2 separate regions of the Bombyx mori genome follow, and region 1 is linked to region 2. Evidence: chromatin contacts called from public Hi-C data. All regions are on one chromosome and are shown on one strand. The core of a region is the stretch at or near the end of the contact, and the rest is flanking DNA. Distances in the headings are between cores, read along the strand shown.

Evidence for each region. A called contact is a pair of places that touch in the nucleus more often than the background predicts.
Region 1: a contact with region 2 is called in a Hi-C map of middle silk gland, with 4 times the contacts expected there. The contact joins two enhancer-like sites. A contact is called at or near these places in 2 of 7 Hi-C or Micro-C datasets (middle silk gland and whole pupa).

Annotation. Positions count from the first base shown.
Region 1 is chr19:3,993,694-3,998,102 of ASM3026992v2, forward strand. The region is part of intron 2 of LOC101736692 (phospholipid phosphatase 2); the gene reads left to right. Among protein-coding and RNA genes, the nearest start is that of LOC134200656, 25 kb to the left of the region's middle. Within about 2 kb of position 2,433, at least 2 of the 8 cell types and tissues checked have open chromatin away from gene starts, as enhancers often do.
Region 2 is chr19:3,908,409-3,912,408 of ASM3026992v2, forward strand. All of the region lies in intron 2 of LOC101736826 (phospholipid phosphatase 2), which reads right to left. Among protein-coding and RNA genes, the nearest start is that of LOC101736826, 27 kb to the right of the region's middle. Within about 2 kb of position 1,598, at least 4 of the 8 cell types and tissues checked have open chromatin away from gene starts, as enhancers often do.

The sequences.
Region 1 (4,409 bases), core at 1,183-3,682, 86 kb after region 2:
TCCGGTGTCACGACTACCTGCGGACGGGAGGCAGTCGCTGACTTGGTTTGTTTTGTCGTGGAGCTCCGGGACTCCACGGCGCGAGTACGTTTTTTCCCGCGTTTAACCGTTTGGAACCCATCCGAGGTTCCGGGCTGCGGGCTCGTCGCGGACTCGAAGTCCATCTCCGATCCGGTATCGGAGTCTGAACCTGAGTTAATTATTACGGACGACGCGACGGATGAGATTGGCGAGAATGACGTCGCGGGTGCGTTAGGCGCTTCGTTGGCGCTAGGCGCTTCATGAGTCGCTACGTGCATACGTGCGCTCAAATTGGGTTTGGGGGCGGGGCATGACTGCGCGGCTCGAAATGACGCGGCGAGGGACGCGGGCGGGGCGGGACTCGCGCGGGCGGCCCTGTAGGCCGCGAATTCGGCCGTGAGGTTGGATAGCGCCGGGTACTTCTCGGCAAGTAACCCGAGAAACCCTAAGAGCTCTTCTTCCATTTTTTCGTTTTTGCCCGGGGGGGGCGTCCCCGGGACTTAAGGCACACTCGCCGAAAGGCGAGTCCCCTGAGTAGGAGTTCACCCCCTGAGCTTTACCAGCTCCAAGGGGGGGGAGTGCCTTTGCAGTGAAAACGGCAGTCGGCTAGGATTGGGGTGGAAGTTTGGGAAGGTGGGGCCCCACTGGGTTGTGAGAATGCCACAACAAGCGGTGATCTCAGCGGGGGGTTAGTCTCGAAAGAGACTGTTTTACTCGCCGAATAAATAAATAAATTTAATAAATGATATGAGTGGATGATAATGTGAAGTCGTTACGAATGCACAATCGACAAGTTCGAGTTGCTTTTACGACACAAGGTCGCGACGCCAGCGATAGTGCGTCAAGAATTCGCAACAATGCCGCGATCGATGCGACAACGACAATGCAGCGAAACTCAAGACACAAGATCGCGACGACAGCGACAGTTTCTCGCAAAAACACGTCCGGACTGTAAGGTGATGCAATCGGAACTAAAATGCCGTGGGCTTGGAATAATGTTGCAGTAAAGAAAACAAACAATACAATATCTTGCACATATGTTTTCAAAAGCATTAGGAAAATAAGCTTATTAAACCTTTACCATTAAACCATTAAGCCCGAATAGAAACTAGAAACTAAAAAACAATGTTAAATGTCGCGCGTCCCAAATTTTCCTCCAAAAATCCAATTCTGAAAATGTAAGTCGAGGAATTTGTTAATTTATCGAATTGACTAAAACATATTACGAGACGCTACACACAAGGTTTCCGTAAACACAATTAATCACTGTTTTACTTTCTTTTTAAACAAGTTAGATTTCAAACATTAAATTATTAGTTTCTTGTTTATAATACAGCGCCATCTGTTATCGAATAGCGAAACTACCTGTTTTATCAAGATCTTTTACGTTTTGCGAATTGCATTTATGAAAACAAATATATACTACGCAGTTAACAATGAAATAAATCACCAATCCTTTGTTTATAAATAAAACCACCGTCGACTGCAAGCTTGTTTCAACGTATTCATGTTATACTCTGCAATTCATTAATTACAAATGCAATCAATCACATTACTTTATTAGGCTTTTCTTATTTATTTATTTATGTACACACAAAAAAGAAGCCATAAGTAGTACAGAGTAATAGGAAAAATATGTTCAAAGGCACTGCTTATTTCTTTAAGAAATCTCTTCCAGCAGACCTGCGAGAGGATTTTATGAGAATAATAATTAAAAGTGATGAGTGTGTGTAGAACAGCTAAACTAACAAACTAAAGCTAAAATAACAGCGCTAACTACCACACCACCGAGACAGTTAGTTTTACATCGACCACTCGCAAAAATCGAAGGAACTACGAAAATTTGAATAAGTTAGAATTCAGTGATTCTCAACCACTGTTCCGCGGCACTTTTGTGTGCCGCAAAATTTTGCGAATATATAATAATGTTAATATTATTAAATTATATAATTTTAAAAGAAAAATATTTTAAGAATGAATATATATTTAAATCCACAAAAAAAAAAATTATAGTATATTTTAGTTTATTTCGTATATTAAAATTTATTGATAAACTATTTATGCAGTGTGTTGTAGTAAGTAAATAATTTTTATCTTTTTTTTTGTGTGCCGCCAAATTTTGAAATCGTTAAATATGTGCCGCAACAAAAAAAAGGTTGAGAATCACTGAGTTAGATGAACGAATCACATTTTTTACGCAGACGCTATTACATATTTCTTCAAGTTAGAGCCTCATGAGCTCGCCTTCTCGTTCTGCGAATCTAGTATAATCTATCGAGGTTACTAGGATTGGTAATAAAAAAAAAGACGCTATTATTACATCACACGAAATCACCGCGGGTAGTTAGATGACAACGCACATCCGCCGCGCGCTCGGCGGGCTGTGAGCCGACATTGACTTTGAACCCAATGGAAGGGGCTCGTGAATTGGCCCCCAAAGTAACACGTGTGTCGTAACACGAGTAACGTGCGTTGTTATATAAAAGTTAATCTAGATTGTATCCAGTACTCGCCCAGTTACGCTGACATAAGCCCATTTTTTACTGGTGGTAATACCTCTTGTGAGTCCGCACGGGTAGGTACCACCGCCCTGCTTATTTCTGCCGTGAAGCAGTAATGCGTTTCGGTTTGAAGGGTGGGGCAGCCGTTGTAACTATACTGAGACCTTAGAACTTATATCTCAAGGTGGGTGGCGCATTTACGTTGTAGATGTCTATGGGCTCCAGTAACCACTTAACACCAGGTGGGCTGTAAGCTCGTCCACCCATCTAAGCAAAAAAAAAAATAGTTCACCATCGAAGGTAGAAAAAAAAAGATCCATTATGACAACGATCGCAAATGACTGATCTTATGTTTGCGTGAATTTAGACATATTAAACTAAATTATAATAAGTTTGGTGTTTTTACTTTAGCTTCAGCAAGTTGCAATACCTAAAGTATGCTTATATATTGCAATTAAATGGAACATTAAAAACTGATAAACGTTAATAAATCTCCGTTTGTTACTCAAAACTTAAACACGATAGAGTAAATTTTGTTGGATTTCCAATCAAGCCACTACAGTTCTTCTTTTAAAATGTATGTATTACGTAAGTAGTTCTTAATCGGATATTGTTTTCCAGTTTTGACTATTAACCATTTGAACATTGAGACGAATTATGTATGTAGCAAACGTCAATTAATAGCAAATTAAAACTCGCATTACAAAACGTATCCTACAAAATATCTTATAGCTTTTTTTTTTTTTTTTTTTTTTTTTTTTTTTTTTTTTTTTTTTTTTTTTTTTTTTTTTTTTTTTTTTTTTTTTTTTTGGTCAGGAGGAAATCGCCGGACTTCCGCCCTCCCCTGGGGATGAAGGGCGGGGCATGTCGGAGTCGAACTGAGTAAAACCTCCTGTCGCTCAACAACCCGCGTCCGAACCTCGCATGAGACAGAACCCATGAAAAGGCAAAGAGGGGAAAGTGAAGCGTTTAGTGCGGAGCACATCTCTCCCATCACCCTCCCCCTCGGGACGCCGGACCGGTGGTCGTCGGCGCCACGACCACCAGCCCTCTCGGTCGGCAGGCTATCCGGAGCCCGCCTAGATGGCGCCGGTTAGAATGGGTTATCCTACGGAATACCCCGCTGGATCAAAACCAGCGTGGGTCGAGGATAGCCGGCCTTCCATCACCCGGATGCTCTTGCGTAAAACGCGTGCAGAGCAGCTTGCACGTCGTCTTCTTAGGCCCCCTTTGCCGGTCCCCAGACCGACGTGTAAAGGGGACCCGAAACACTTAGAGGGCCAGGGCTTGGGCGATATCCGCCTCCCTGGCCCCCGCTCGACGGCGGCGGGCTTGCGCGTCTCTCACGCGCCCCGCCGCCTCCTTCTGCGAGATGGTGCACTCGCAGAAGTCGAGCATCGCCTTCCACGACTCGTCGTCGCCGAGCATCGATGCCACAACACTCGGCAACGACAAGTCGTTTCCTATTCTTGCGACGAGGACACGGCGCCACCCCTCCCATGCGGGGCAGGCAACGAGCGTGTGCTCTGCCGTGTCCAAGTCGCAACCACAATGGTGGCACTCTGCCGTCGGCTCGGCTCTGATCCGGTGCAGGAACTCACCGAAGCAACCATGCCCAGTGAGCACCTGCGTGAGCCGGAAAGTGAGGCGTCCTCTGTCACGATTCGCCCAGTCCACAAGGACTGGGCGAATCGCCTCGACGGTCCTACGACCAGCCGAAGGATCGGCCAGCCGCCTGGACCATGATTCCAGCATCTTATAGCTTTAAACGAAGTCGTCGTGGCCTAAGCGATAAGACGTCCGGTGCATTCGTGTTGAGCGATGCACCGGTGTTCGAATCTCAGGCGGCTACCAATTTTTCTAATGAAATACGTACTCAACAAATGT
Region 2 (4,000 bases), core at 348-2,847:
TTTTTTAAATCTATATTTGGACCCGTTAAAGGTCAGAATGGTGCGAGACAAATATGGCGGTATATTAACTAGGTACGCCAGTTTTCGGGTCAACAACCTTCATGAACATAGAATTAAAATTGCATACAACAATTCTACGTCGTTTTTTTTTTGCTAGATGTTTCCAATGATTGAGTTAGTTGAAATTGTTTGAAATGTAAGTCCAGTGTAATGCGATAGCACATCAAAATTAACACTAATTAGGTCATTTTGCAGCGTCTGTTTAGCTCTTCATATGTTCATATGTGACATTCCCATAGAACAGGGTTGTCAGGTTTCATTTTTTTTTAATGCCCTTGTAGGCAGACGAGCATACGGCCCACCTGATGGTGAGTGGTTACCGTCGCCCATGGACTTCAGTAATGCCAGGGGCAGAGCCAAGCCGCTGCCTACCACTTAATACTCTCCACAAGCCTCGTTTGAAGAACATGTCATAGCGCTCGAGAAACACCGTGGAGGGGAGCTCATTCCATAGCCAGATGGTACGTGGCAAAAAATACCTCTGGAAACGCACTGTGGATGACCGCAGTGGCTCCAGGTAGTATGGATGAACTCTACTCCGGTGGCGGGCGGTGCGATGGTAAAAACGAGATGTCGGTATCATCTCGAACAATTCCTCAGAGCACTCCCCATGGAACAAACGATACAAAACACAGAGGGAACCGAAGTCCCTCCGCAGACCCCAGAGGTTCCAAACGATCCGTGATATTGTCTCGGATTTCCCGATTTTTTATAGTCTATCACTTTATATTGCTTCTTCTTCTTAGTCCCATACTTCATTGCTGAAGGTCGTGTCCTTAAAAAGCCCACGTGGCTCTTTGTACCATCATCTTCTATTTCGTTTCGGCTTCTCCCAGGACGGTTGTTCCAATTGCTAACTAGTATAAAACTAAGTTAATTTCAAATTAGAAATTAGCACATCTCATTTTTTACATGTAAGTTATACGCTGCATTTTTTTTTAGTATTGCACTTACGAAACATTTGGTATTGTTACGACACCGTGACGGAAATACTGTCATACCGCTAATGAAAAAAACATAGGGGAGATCGTTCCGGTCCGTAGGTGCGTGGGTGATATCTCTGAAAACGCATTGTACGTGATTTTATACTAATAAAGGCGATGGGATTTCATGGGCACGATAATAGCTATTTTTAGTCGAACCAAACCACAGATATATGAGTGAAAGGGTCTGATTACGCCTGACTTTGAAATAAACTATTTTTTTTTTTAGATCGCTGTACGAGCTCACAGCCCACCTGGTGTTGTGGTTACTGGAGCCCAAAGACATCCACAACGTAAATGCGCCACCCACCTTGAGATAAGTTCTAAGGTCTCAGTATATTTACAACGGCAGCCCCACCCTTCAAACCGAAACGCATTACTGCTTCACGGCAGAAATAGGCAGGGTGGTGGTATCTACCTGTGCGGACTCACAAGAGGTCGTACCACCAGTAAAAAAGTTCTCTTCTCAAATTTTCCTAACTTAAGTGCTCGCAGTAGTCAAACCGTTGTCTACGACATAGAATTAAATGTGATCATTTGAATAAACAAAGATACAAGCTTGTGTTGAAAATCACGCCATCTATTGCACGTTCGTGGTACTATGCCGGAAACATTGCCTAAAGGCAAGTGACAAAAGAAATTATTGAATTATTCTCATTTAGAATCACAACTCTGAAGTACTCTGGTACTAGGAAGAAGAATAATTATTGTTCCTCATTATTCCTTACAGTACGTTAGTATGTGAGTACGCAGAGGCATCAGTATGCAGCTATATTTTGAGCCGCGCGGGTAGGTTAGCTAGAGAATAGGCAGGATGGCGGCATTATATAACAGTAGAACAGCCGTTTGGCAACACGGTTGAATATTCGGCCTCATGTCTCAAGGTGGCTATGATAGGCAGCGAGCATGTCCACCCATCCGGTGCAATCGCAATCCGAGAATCGCTTCGAAATCGCGCGTGCTCCCACCGAACCACAAGGACTAGTTAAGTAATCTAATAAATGATTTTACAATTACGCCAACTACAATTAATTAAACAACTAAAATTTACATTTATATTTGAATTAAATTCGTTTAATTCGTGAGAAACGTCCGAGCTTTCGTGGAGATATTCTAAACAAATTTTATAGTAGGACTAGCGACCCACCCTCGCTTCGCTTCGGAAACATTAAAACACACATGAAATCAAAAAAAAAAAATAAAAAAAATAAAAAAAAAAGTAGCCTATGTTCATCAGGGACAATGTCGGCTTCTAATGGAAAAATAATTTTTCAAATCGGTCCAGTAGTTTCGGAGCCTATTCGAAACAAACAAACAAACAAATCTTTCCTCTTTATAATATTATTATAGTATAGAGTATAGATTAAAGATGCTAATGATACAAGCGCGTATACTAAGATGGGGACTCAGTACATCATGAAGTTTTGAACATTTAATTGTGACGACTCTTATTCGTTTTTCAGACGTGATTTTCGCCGAGATCTTTCAAAATCTTCAAAACAATACTTCCCTACAAACCATACCTACTTACGCCTCACGTAAGTAACTTGAATGTAACACGAACTTATAATTTGAGTGCTCGTATGTAAGTACTTAAGTTTTTTTTCTATTGCTTAGATGGGTGGACGAGTTCACAGCCCACCTGGTGTTAAGTAGTTACTGGAGCCCATAGACATCTACAACGTAAATGCGCCACCCACCTTGAGATATAAGTTCTAAGGTCTCAAGTATAGTTACAGTTACAACGGCTGTCCTACCCTTCAAACCGAAACGCATTACTGCTTCACGGCAGAAATAGGCAGGGTGGTGGTACCTACCCGCGCGGACTCACAAGAGGTCCTACCACCAGTAGAAAATAGTATAGTAAGTGAATGAGATTTAAAAAAAAATTAAGTAGATCTGTGTCATAAAATATTTATAAAATATTTTATCTTTTTGTTTTGTTTGTACGCGACACCGTTAGTGTTGCGAACTTAGCTGTTTCTTTGTTTTTTTAAAATGCTTTTACTAACTTCGTGTGTATTATTTTTTATGATTGAAGTTTTACTGGTGGCCCGGAGGCCTTTCCAGTTTCACCAGGACAGGTGGGCGAGCACGAGCTCTGCTTTACTACTGGAGTGCTCTGCTTTACTACTTACTGGAGTGGGATTTACTAACAGCTACCAGTGTGCTTAGTGTGAGTTTTTTAACGTTCTCGATAGCGTAAAAGTTAACTCAAATTTGTATGGAATGGGATCGTTTGCCTACGTTTGCCGTTAGGGGCGCTGTTCCAACTGCATACAAAATTGGGTTAACTTTTACGCTGTCGTGAACGTTAAAAAATCCATACTAAGCACACCGATATACATAATATGTATATTCATTTATTTGTGCGTAATTAAATCTTTTAACTTTAGTTAGACACTCAACGATTTCCTCCTATCGATTAACTTGGAAATATTTCACACGCATCAAAGACGATAAGTTCATAAATTCGCTCTAAAAATCCAATACCAATGGAATAAAATAAAAGTTAAATTCAATGTTATTTCGGTTTGGTATTTAAGCAAGTTTTTAAGTTACTTTTTTCTTCCAATAAGTTACGTAAACTTTCGCGGCATACAACAAAGCATTTTAAAACGTGAAAGGAAAGGAAGTTAATCTCAAAGCCCTTCTTTGGTTGAGTTAGTATCGTTATTATTAATATAGACATCGCGACATAAATGCCGGAACCTACATCGAAACACGAGACCGTAGCTTCAATTGGACTAGATTATCGGTTACCCTAATACTTACACCGGCACAAGTGGATAGATTGCTGAAGCAAAAGGGAGAGGACCGATCTCCAATTATCTCAACGTAGTCACAAAAATCTTACATTTATTTGGTTTAAATTATTCCATTGTATTCGGGCGTAAGTGTAATCTTATGACGATTCCTTAATAAGTAATTATGTGTATGTACATAAAGCAATTATG